Linked DNA regions of Sus scrofa: all the other regions are linked to region 3. Evidence: chromatin contacts called from public Hi-C and promoter capture Hi-C data. All regions are on one chromosome and are shown on one strand. Each heading gives the region's core, a stretch centred on a gene start, on an enhancer-like site or on the middle of the called end of the contact. The rest is flanking DNA. Distances are from core to core; before and after follow the strand shown. Region 1 holds the start of PSMC6 (26S protease regulatory subunit 10B). Region 2 holds the start of TXNDC16 (thioredoxin domain-containing protein 16). Region 3 holds the start of FERMT2 (fermitin family homolog 2).

What was found. Promoter capture Hi-C pulls out the DNA fragments that hold promoters and counts their contacts. A called contact is a pair of places that touch in the nucleus more often than the background predicts.
Region 1: a contact with region 3 is called in a promoter capture Hi-C map of liver, with 3 times the contacts expected there. The contact joins the promoter of PSMC6 here to the promoter of FERMT2 in region 3. A contact is called at or near these places in 2 of 5 promoter capture datasets (fetal liver and liver), 5 of 47 Hi-C or Micro-C datasets (heart right ventricle, liver and skeletal muscle) and 1 of 2 datasets of contacts at active chromatin or transcription factors (skeletal muscle).
Region 2: a Hi-C map of fetal skeletal muscle shows a contact between it and region 3, with 2.1 times the contacts expected there. The contact joins the promoter of TXNDC16 here to the promoter of FERMT2 in region 3. A contact is called at or near these places in 2 of 47 Hi-C or Micro-C datasets (fetal skeletal muscle and heart right ventricle) and 1 of 2 datasets of contacts at active chromatin or transcription factors (skeletal muscle).

The regions. Positions count from the first base shown.
Region 1 is chr1:182,326,614-182,330,385 of Sscrofa11.1, forward strand. It overlaps PSMC6 (26S protease regulatory subunit 10B), which reads left to right and starts at 2,457. Exons shown (of 14, transcript XM_001928747.5): 1 at 2,457-2,681; 2 at 3,712-3,772. The coding sequence starts at 2,555.
Region 2 is chr1:182,201,139-182,205,022 of Sscrofa11.1, forward strand. TXNDC16 (thioredoxin domain-containing protein 16) reads right to left here and starts at 1,910. Exons shown (of 21, transcript XM_021102004.1): 1 at 1,532-1,910. It overlaps GPR137C (integral membrane protein GPR137C), which reads left to right and starts at 2,047. Exons shown (of 7, transcript XM_005659957.3): 1 at 2,047-2,795. The coding sequence starts at 2,370.
Region 3 is chr1:182,604,750-182,608,664 of Sscrofa11.1, forward strand. FERMT2 (fermitin family homolog 2) reads right to left here and starts at 2,141. Exons shown (of 18, transcript XM_021102113.1): 1 at 1,866-2,141; 2 at 44-209. The coding sequence starts at 200.

The DNA of each region.
Region 1 (3,772 bases), core at 1,207-3,706, 280 kb before region 3:
GCCTCATCCTCACTTCTTTACTTCTTGATGTCAGAGGTGATATATTTTGGTATGGAAGGACTAGTTTGACTGGAAAAGTTGCAGCTCAGTGGGAGAAGGGACTAATCTCCCTCAAACCACCTTCCTTGTTATCATCTAACCACAATTCCCAACTATACCTGGAAAGAACAGAATATTCACACAATATCTGTAAGATTTTTTTCCTAATACATTTGAAGTCATCTTTCCTATTTCCTAATATTTTAAATTTCCTAATACATTTTTGGTGATTTAATTCACTTAATTTTGCACTTCGTATGTATACATAGGATACACCTATTTAAACTCAAACATCCAGGTCACTGGATAAGATCAAAAGGAGTCTGTCTGGGGAATGTGACTGATTCTGTTGGAACAACAATAAATTCTCCCCAGATGTAATGGGAAGAGGTACAGCAATGTGGACATGTACCACAAAAGTTGAGGTCATTATTACCCTTAAAATAAATAATTTAATATAACACTACTGAATACTTACCATGTGCCAGATGCCATGTTAACAGTTTACAGGAACACTCTCTTATTTAATACTCATGACATCCCTATGAGATAGGTATAAATTTTACAGAGATTTTTAAGAGATTAAGTAAATTGTCCAATAGCACAGAAATCTTGGAGTTCTCTGGTGGTCTCATGGTGGTTAGGATTCAGTGCTTTCATGGCTCTAATCTGGGTTCAATCCTTGGTATGGGAACTGAGATCCCTTGTCAAGTCAAAAAACACAGCAGCCAACTTCTCCCTCCCCACCCCCACCCAAAAAAGAAAGCACAGAAATCTTCTTTTTTTTTGGCTACCCCGTGGCATATGGAGTTCCTGGGCCCTGATCAGTTGGGACCTACGGAACAGCTGCAGCAATGCTGGATCTTTAACCCAACCTGGGGATCAAACATGCAACCTAGTGCTCCAGAGACATTGTCTATCTTGTGGCCATAGCGGGAACTCCAGCACAGGAATCTTAAAAACAGTTCTATCTAACTTCAAGTTTCTTAGCTTACTTCAGCCTCTTGAGCCCCTCATTTCTACGACCCGCCCCTTTCTGGTTTTGTTGGTCTCCTTCCTGTTCCAAGAAATGAGTAAATCTCTTTTTCACTTTAAGGTCTTTGTAGCTGCTGTTTCTTCTGTTTGAAAGGTTTTTTTCTACAGTTTGTTGCTTGGCTGGCCCCTTCTTGCAGATATCTGTCCTAAAGTAGTTCTATCTTTCTCTCATTTTCCTCCACCATGGTTTCTTTTCATTATAATACAGTATTTATTACACTTTGAAATTATTATTTTTTATCTCCTCACCAGATCAAACCCTTAGTAATGCCTCATTCACTGAGTAAATAAATGAATACCCTACTCCTTCTGTATCCTGAAATCCTGTGATTTTGGAGAGACAGCAATGAGTGTTGGCTTGGAGAGAGATCTTATTTTTCTGCTCAGGAATTGAACCTGGGCAGCCTGGATAAAAAACCAGGAATCCTAGCCACTAGACTAGCTAGAGGTGAAAAGTAGAATTGCCCTAACTTTTGCCCCTTGTTGAAAGCAAGAACATTTCAGGGAGGCAAAGACTGTGAAAATAGGTATAAAGTTTATTGTTAGAGTCACAGTACAACATATGGGAAAGCACACAAAGAAGCAGTTTAAGTCAGAAGCAGAGAAGTAATACACACCCCAAAGAGGAGTGCGGGTGCAGGCGTCCCCTGAGTGAGGGGCACACCAGAGAGGTGATTTAAATCACTTATATAGCACAATTCTTCTGGATCTTTCTTTACCTTTGGCTAATTATCTTATTTATTTCTCACACCTGACTGGACACAGGACCCTTCCCAGTATATGTGCGTACCTTTTGGTAAAGATGGATTCCAAAGCAAAGTGTGCTAAGCAGGTATCAGGACTTATTATGGCCTGGTGCCTCCTCCTTTTCTGACCCCCTAGGAATCTTACTGTGCATGTGTAATTGGGGAGGTCTTCTTTACCCCAGGAGTGATTAAAGTGGTCATCTTATCTTTCTACTCCAGTAGAGCTCTGCTCCTGCAATTAACTTTTTCCTTGAAGTGCCAAAAAGAAACAAGGCCCAATTTGCTTGACCTAAGAAGTCCCAGCTGTTCTCAGCCCAGGGGCCCATCTACCTCTTACTTCACCTGGATATTATTGTTCTTTACCAAGAAGCTATCCTTGTTTTACTGAGAAGCCAGTAGAGCTATATATATTAGAGAGATATGTATATTCTCTATTTCACTTCCATCTCAGTTTACTACAGCCTTTTGTGGTTCCAAGAGGGCAGTGACTCAAGCATATCAAGGCTTCTCAGATACACCAGATCAGGGCCTTGCTTTACCCAAGCGGACCAGCAGGGGACAGTGTGGCCGGAGGCCTCCTTTAACTCACTGCGGAGCCCTAGTGAAGGAGGCATAGAAGTTCCGGAAGAGGAGTGCAGAGGCGGGCCAACCGGAAGGGGCGGGGTCGCCCGCAAACCCGCCCTTCCAGGGAGGCTGTTCTCCCTCGCCCCGCCCCTTCCCCCGCCCAGGCGGCCATGGCCATTCCCGACATCCCCTATGAGCGACGGCTTCTCATCATGGCGGACCCTAGAGATAAGGCGCTTCAGGACTACCGCAAGAAGCTGCTGGAGCACAAGGAGATCGATGGCCGTCTCAAGGAGTGTGAGTGCACCTTTCTTTCCATATAATCTCGTGTCTGAACTCGCTTCTGTCTATGACAAAGCAGAGGCCTTTGGCCGAGCTCGGCAGCCGAGCACCGGGAATGAGAAGGCCTCGGTCTGGGGACAAGGCGCTTTGTCATCCCTCCCTGTGCTTGAAAAGCGGAGCCTCTTCGGGCGTAGAAATGGCCCAGACTGGTCCAGGTGACAGAGAGAACACCCCCAGTTCTGAGATGGAAGTGTAGATGACCAGAGGAGGAGTGGGGAAGAAGTGGGTCAGGGATGTTTCCCAGTTTGAGGTAAGGAGTGCAGTGTTGTTGGAGTCCTGGGACCCGGAGCGGGGAAAAGAGTTAAGCAAACCAAAGCAAGAGATGAAACTCGGGAAGTTGGCTCGTTAGCGGAGTGGAAAGCCCAACACAGAGCTTTAGAGAGAAGGGATCCATCGGTCAATAATAGCCCTCCTCTTCTTTCGTCGTGTTTTGAGTAGTACTCTACATGGTACACAAAGTTCCCTTTCTTCCTGAACTGAAAAGATTGTTAGGATTTTTTCTTAGTGTACCGTCAGTGAAAAGCCTGAGTGATTTAATTAAATGGGGGAAGACCATAACCATATAATTTTGTGGAGCGCCGCACCTGTGGACTTCATATGGGTTAGAAAACCAGAGAGTAACAATCCGTGTGGGTAAGTGGAGAAGTGAGGAAGGCTCTAACTCTTTTATCATTCGAATTTGTGATCTCAAATTGAAAGTGTCAGAATGTCAATATCTGTTAAAAGTGTAACCTAAAATGTGCTCAAAGTAAGTATTTACGACCAAGAAAAGAAAAATGTGGTAATTTCTCTGCAACATTTCGTTTTTAAACATGTCATCTGCAAACGGTATTGTGCGTGTGTGTGTGTGTGTGTGTGGTTCGATAGAGTGGATATGAAATATATGTAAAGTGAAATAGACTTGAATTTAAGTAAAGTGAGACCTAGTGACAAACACACTGGCTAGGATTATTTAATTTAAAATATTCAAATTATATTATTTCAGTAAGGGAACAATTAAAAGAACTTACCAAGCAGTATGAAAAGTCTGAAAATGATCTGAAGGC
Region 2 (3,884 bases), core at 660-3,159, 400 kb before region 3:
AACTATCTGGATTTGCTATGACTCAGGAATAAAAAGTTTCAAAGGTTTTTTAGCAAAGATCTGAAACTAGTACCTAGTATAGGTACCATCCAGATGTCGTTTACTCTCCCTTTGAGTAGAGAATATAGGAAAAAAAGAAAAAACTCTTCATGGTGCAAACCTACTCAGGAACTAATTCACCGATTATGGAAGATTAAAAAAAAATACACCATGCCAGAGAATACGATGCTTTCCTGATTTTGACAAGTGCCTAAAAGAATATAACTCTCAGTTCATGCTCAATATATCCGCTAAAGTACATAACTGCAATCAGTTAACTCACTGGGGCCAATGGTACTCCGGCCCCTTTCAAACTGAACTATGTACTGCTCTAACCACATTCTCTAAGAATCCATGAGGCAAATGTCTTAAATTCCAATAAATCTGAGATCCTTCTTTACAGCCTTGATGTTGGATTAGGCCTGTTAACCTCTTACAGCCAAGCTGTACCCTTAGCCTGCACCACACAACCTGCTCAGCTGAATGTTTATCAGAGGGATTTCAGATAATAGCGCCTAAATGTATATCACAGTTTGTCAGCACACCTACACAGAACCCAGAACAGAGCAGCATCTGGTGCCTGAGTGAACTTCTGTCCCAGAACCTGGAACACGAGAAACTTTTAAGTCCCCCGTGGATCAGGTAGCTAGGAAAGAAGGTACCAACACTCTCCTTAGAATAGTGAGTTAGGAAAGGCTGAGTCTTGGCTGCACCAGCAAATCTAACAGTCTTTCACGGGGATACTTAATTTGGATGTGCCACCCATTCTAAGGGGAACACAAATTATTCTCTCATCGCTTTGCACTACTTTGCTCTTTTCCTTACCAAACACCTTCCCAAAAAAAGTCAATAAATATTAGTTCAATATACGTGGAAGATCTATTTAGATCTATTTATTTTCACTAATTTTCAGCAGCATGTGACATACAGCATTTGTTTTGTATCTCTCTGAGCCCTAAAAATAGCGCAGCCATCCACCCCATACCAGACCAAGGCTTGAAGGAATACATGGGGAATTTAAGAAGCACAGACTATTCTTTTTCCTCTCCAGACATTCATCAAAGGCTTATAATTCTGTTTCTGCCTGGTTGACTGAACTTATGCCTACAGCATCTTTTCAAATTCGAAGTTTCAAAGACCCACCTTCCCCTACTCGGAGATCGCGTCCATATCCATCTCATCCTAGTATCACTCTTTTTTCTGGGACATTTCCCGAGGGATGAAAGGGTCTTTTAGCGCTTCTGTTCAGCCTTCGCCTCATCCCTTGCCCCCTCCCCACGAAGGGCTCACGTTTTAACTGCCGCTCACGCCCCCGGGGGGCGGGGGGGAGAAGAAACAAAAACGTCTCTAAAGAAGGATCTAGGTGAGGCCCCTTTTAAGCCAAACTCCAGAGTTAGCCGGTGCGGCCCCTGCCGGGGAAGAGCCACCAGGGCTGAATCTCTGCAGGCAGAAACCACAGCCCGTCGCCTGTAGGAGCGGCGCTGCCACCTACCTACTCGGAGACCGGAGGACAAGACCTGCGGGCTGGGACCCGGACGGCTGGCCGACAGTTCCCGCCACTTGAAAGAGAAGAAGCAGAAGGCGGGGTCATGCCCCGCTTGCTTCGCTGCACCGAACCGCTCCCCACACCTGCGAGTTTGCAGCGCTCCCGCCCTCCACGCCTGCAGCCACCACAGCTCGGCTGTATCAGCCGGCAGGGAAAAAACAAGCCGCGAAGCTCCTCCCTCTCCTCGTGGGCCTTACGTGAGGCCTCTCCAGCCAAAGGGAAGCGCAGGGGGAGGAGTGAGAGAAGCCCCAGTGACAGGCCACAACCTAGTCCGCCCGCCGGCGCGAGCGGGCAGCGCAGTTGCTGGGCCAATCGACAGTGTGGGTGGGAAGTGAAGAGGAGGGAGAAAGCGGAGAAAGGAAGCGTCCAATCAGATCGTGAGACCCTGGAGCGACGGGTCCTGCCGCCTGTAGTCTTCCGAGTGCGGCGCGCAGGGGGCGTGCCCACCTGGGCCAATCCGCGCGAGCCCACGGTGCGGAGCGAGCGCCTCAAATGCTCGGGTTTCTCAGCTGATTGTCTCCAGCCGAGAGTTGTTTTTTGCAGCTACCGAGCGGAGCCGCTGCAGGAGGAGCAGAGACCCCCGGGGGGGTGGGGCGGGGAGAGGAGGCGGGGTCCGGGGAGCCGCGGCTGCTCTCCGCGGGGCTCCAGGTCCTGTCACGGCGCTTCCTGGGGTTGGAGGTTGGGGTGGGTGGGGGGTCAGGGAGTCATCCTTCTTCCCCTCGACGGCGGCTCCGAGTCCGGCCCCTTCCTTCCCGCGCTCCCTCGCCCGCCCCACAACCCCCTCATGAGGGTGTCCGTGCCGGGTCCGGCGGCCAGCCGCGAGCCCTCGACGCCCGGCGGGAGCGGCGGAGGCGGAGGCGCCGTCGCTGCTGCCTCAGGCGCCGCGGTGCCGGGCTCGGTACAGTTGGCGCTGAGCATCCTGCACGCCCTGCTCTACGCCGCTCTCTTCGCCTTTGCCTACCTGCAGCTGTGGCGGCTGCTCCTGTATCGCGAGCGGCGCCTGAGTTACCAGAGCCTCTGCCTCTTTCTCTGTCTCCTGTGGGCAGCGCTCAGGACCACCCTTTTCTCCGCCGCCTTCTCGCTCAGCGGCTCCCTGCCCCTGCTCCGGCCGCCCGCTCACCTGCACTTCTTCCCCCACTGGCTGCTCTACTGCTTCCCCTCCTGTCTCCAGTTCTCCACGCTCTGTCTCCTCAACCTCTACCTGGCGGAGGTAAGGCGGGAGGACCGGCACGCTGGGCCGGGCGGGAGAACGGGGCCGCAGCTTTCAACTTGGGCTAGGGACCGGTGGGGGCTGGGGTAGGGAGGTGCGGACCGAGAGTCGCCCGGGGAGACTGAGGTACGCCCGGATTGTGTGCCAGGCTTCTCGCCCTAAACTTGAGCCGCCGATCGGCTCGGCGACTGAAGGGCTTGGAGGGGGATGAGTGAGTGAGAGTGTGTTCCGACAACTTAAGAGAGCAGGACCAGCCTTTGTTCGGCGTCCTGGCCCTGTAAGGGAAGGTATCGGTGGTACCAACAAAGTGGCATCGCAAGAAGTAGCAGCCCCGGTAGCTCTGCCGAAGCTGGACTGTGTTGAGAGAGGTTGGATGCTGAGGTAGCAGCAGCTCTGCTGAAGCTGGACTGCTGCCAGCCATTACGTCACCAGGCAGAGCTGTTCCTCTGCTATTGTTGCTGCGTTTCTTTTATTAGAAGCTTATATTCCCTCCTGCCTCTCCTTTCCCGTGGCTCGATAAGCCTCACACAGATTCCTTTCGTTGGTTCCCCGGCGGGGTTAATTATCAATAACCAAAGCGGAGGGTCAGTATAAAGACCTCCGTAAAAAAATCCCAGTGTTTGCCCCAGTCGCTTCATGCTTTGGGTATTTATCTTATCTTTTTGCAGCCTGGGTTTTGTTTGTTTGTTTGTTTAAGCTAATTAAGAGATAAAATATTAGCTTAGCCTGCGCCTGTTACAGAAACAAACCACCAAACTGTTTTTGCAATAAGTTGCTTAATAGCTGGAACCTAATCACACCCCCTTTCTCTTTCTTGAGGAATTGCTGGTTGGATTGCATTGTTCTGCAGCACTTAGGTATTTGACCCATTTCAAACAGGTTTGAGAGTGTAAGGTTGTCAATCATGTGTGCCAGCTAGTGGTATTTAAGCTAAGGAATTTTGAGAATTGCAAAAAAAAAAAAAAAAAAAAAATCCCCCCTCCCCTCCCCTCTGGAAAAAAAAAAAAAAAGCTTGAGGCGGGGAGGAAACAAGATGACATCATATGCTTAATACTGACTAATATAGAACAATATTGGTCTCTGCAGCTA
Region 3 (3,915 bases), core at 891-3,390:
GTCTGGTAAGTCGTTACTCTGACGCGGCTGGGATGCTACTTACCGAGTTTTTCCACCAACTTGAGCATCACCCCTCCAATGTGCACCTCCCCGGTCACTCTTAGGGTGACATCGCGGTTCAGGTCCGTCACATGAACGCTCAGTTCCCACGTCCCATCCGCATAGCAGCCATCTGGCATCCTTATCCCGTCCAGAGCCATGGCTCCTTCCTGCGAGCACGGAGGAAATGGCTCTCGTCAGCGTCACTCCCCCAAAGGAAGGCAAATCCCACCGAATTCGCAGAGTCGGCCGCGGGGTGGGAGAAGGTGGAAGACACGAGGGTTTCCGCACCAACTCGGGAGAGCGGCCGCAGGCCCTGCTGCGGGCAGGATTCTGCGCCCCGCGCCGCTTCCCGGCGGCCGCTCCACGCTCCCGCCCCGCCGCGGCCCTTGGCGGACGCGGCGCAGCCCGCCCGCCAGCCCCGCGCGGCCTCAGGCTAGCGGCCCTCGCCTAGCGGACCGCGGCGGGCTTCACCTGCCTGCCGGCCGCACCCAGGGCGGGAGACGCCGCCCGCGGACTGCACAGTCCGCTCCCCCACCCGCCCTCCTCCTCAGTCCCCGCCGGCCCGGCCCCTCACCGCGCGTTCCTCCAGCTCCTCGCGCTCCCAAGCCCGGGCTCGCGCTGCAACAGGCGCGGGGGCGGCGGCTCGCCGAGCGGCGGCGTCGGGTCCCCACCTCAGCAGGCAAGCGCTGCCTCCCGGCCGGAGCGACTAATGGAGTCCGCTCTTCACGGCCCCTCGCCTCTCCCTCCGTGCTCCACCCCTCTCTCCCCGCCCCCTCAATCCCAGTCCAGCTCAGGCCGGGCGCGCCAGCTCCCTCCTCCCCGCCCCGCGGAGCTGCCCGCAGCGGGTCCAGCCGCCTCGCCCCTCCCCCACAGTCCCCAGCGGCCCCGCTGGGGGCCAGAGCCGCTTGGACTCCCGGGTGGGGGGCGGGGCGGCGCACGGCGGGGGAGCGAGCTGTGCGGGGGAGGCGGGGGGCGCCCGCGGTGGCAGCAATCTCGGCCCCGCCGATCCGCTGCCCTTTTATGGAAATGAAGGACCCGGCGTAGGGATTGAGTCCAACATCCGGGCTCTCGCCGGCGGGACCTGAGGAGGGGGAGCTCGGGGAACGCAGAAGCCTCCTACCCAGCGCGGGTGGGCGCTGGGCGCTCCTTGCAGCGCTCGGGTCTCAGGCTCGGCGAGCGCCCGCGGCGGCGGGTGTCTTGGCTTCCAGCTGGATGAGGGGGCCGGTCCGTGAGAAATGGTTACAGGAAATTCCCAGGACAAGGTCGTTTTCAGGGAACAAAGTCCCCCGCCCCCTCCCCACGTCTGGAGCGAGCCCAAAAGTCTCGGGGCGATGAGAGGTGCCGCTCTCCGGGAGCTGGAACTGGGGGTTGGGGACATAAAAACTTTTAAAAAGTAAATGCCCAAGCCAGCTCCGTGAACATCCGACAAAAGAATGAAAAAACCCAAAGGGAGTTGAACCACAAAAATTGCTTTGCAAGCAATGTCCGGCACAACCAGCAACTCCTACTGGACTCCTAAGAGTTTGCTTGCGCTCTTAACCCATTAGGAAGCTCCAACCAGAAGTGAGTCACATAGGTTCTACGATGCTCGTATGGGGGGGGAGTGCAAATCAGGGAAGTGAGTTTTATTCGAAAACTGTTTCTGCAGCCTCTTCAACTCTGTACGTATTTGTATGTTTTTAAATATGCAATTTAGAACTAACAGTCTACTAAGGCGTTTAGATCGATATACATCCTCTACCCCACCCTCAGCCACACCTTGAAGGAATTTTAATAGCTCCGGACCGGGGCCAGCAGGTACTGGAAGAAATAAAGAGCTTTACCTGTTGACGCTGACCAGTGATGGAGAACGGTCCTCCTGCTCCCAATTTTCTTCCACTTCCCCCTTTTACTGCCACACTCTGGGGAGAGGGAGCCAGTCAGAAGCAGCTAGCGGGGGAAAGTGCCTCGCTGGCAAAAGCATGGCTCAACAAATTTAAGTCAGGGAGACTCGGATAAAATGTCCCAGATTCCATAAAAGACCCCAGTTTTTAAAAGTCTCAAAGTCTTCTTGAACCTGTGTCAGTCTCTTCGAAGAGGACCTCCCCCTCCCCGCAAACAACGATGTGTTCAGCAACACAATTGGGAAACGAGGTTAGAGGCCTCAAGAAAGGGGTGGAACCCATAAAAGAATGAAAGAGAAGCAGCGAAATTTAGTCAGATGCCAGAGGTTTGGCACCAAAAATAGGGTAAAACACTACAGTATTTTCAGCTACTCATCATGGAGAAATTGATGCCTCGAGTCTGTAGTCTCTAATCTCTATTTCTACTCATGGATGTTCCAAATCATTCACTTGGAAGCAGTATGGACAACCAGAGAGGAGGGAACGTCTATGTAAATTGCGGTGTTGAAAATATCGAGGAAAATGTTTTTTAATAAAGTAGAGAAAAACTTGTTAGGGTTAAAAAATATGTACATGTAGTTGTAAAATCACGAGCATATTTTGTCTTAAATATTCAGAGCAGAGAAAAAAGACTGAAAGGAAATACACCAAAATATTAAGAAGCTCTCTGGTGTTGAGATAATAAGAGTTTTTTTTTGTTGTTGTTTTGTTTTTCCCTCTTCTTCATTTTCATTCAGGCTTTGCATTCAAGACTTGTCTGTTACTGCCTTGAATTACATTCAGCATATCAATTTCCATGGACATGCCATTACATTCAAAACGATAGACACAACTGATAGAGTAGCTATTGGACACCTGGACAGGACTTTTGGGGGTTTCCTTATGTGTTTTTTAAAATCCCCCAGTAAATTATAAGTTCTTGGATAGCAGGGACTTCAGATTCTTTGCACTGCACAAAGAAAATGGAAAACATGCTGGTATCAAATTAACACAGATGTCCAGGACACACTAGTTCTGCCCCATGGAGATATTTCAGTACCGGGGAAGTCCTGACTTGTAAATCTACATATTTATTTCTACACTTTATCCCCGCAGGGATGTGTGGCAATGTATAAGGATACATAAACTTTGAGATAGCATACATGGCACAAAACAAGGAGGAAAAAAAGGACAGGAAGCAAGGGTTCGAGATTTAAAATGGAGCCGGGAATGAAGATAAGAATTGTACCTTAAGACCTTTGCAAGTGCTCCCATAAGCTCCGAATAACTATGGTTTCTCAAACATGCCTTTCAGAACCAAAAATATGCACATCCTTTCCTTCCGACAAATTTGTCGAAGTCAACTGTCGTCTAAGAAACCATTTTACTACTCAGTTTCCACATTCTGGTTCTTGCCTCACTCTTCAGTGAGTTACTTTCTGAACAATCTCCCACCACCTCGCCGACTTCTCTGACTGCTGCCCACTTCTCTGAGTGTTTCCTAAAGGAGAGGGAGCAGGGGGTGGGATAACATTGCATATAACAGCCCCATTTCTTAGCATTTGAAACAGCTTAATTATTGCTTTATAAGAGACTTTACTAGTTTAGAAAATCAGCAGTTTGTGTCTGAGCCGTATAAAGCACAGGAAGCCAAGGACCTTCGAAAGAACCATTGGAGCAATAGATTGAGAAGGATGCAGCTGGTCTCTTTAGCCTTCTTTTTGAGTATTTCAAGCTGTTTCTTGCTTTGAAGATTAAAGAGGAGTCAGACTTGAATCTCTGAAACTGGGGATTTTTTTTCCTAGATTGTCAAGTGAGACCTTCAAATGCATTTCTTAAATGTTACTTCCACCTAATGTTTCCTAGTGTGTTCAGATGTGGAATCTTATCTGAAATCCCCTACTAGAACCTCTAAGACAGTGCAATACTTGTGGTACTTACATCATACTGAAAAGTAGCCGAGAACTCCAGTGTTTGGAAGAACGGCTCAAGCATTGAAAGCAGCAATATC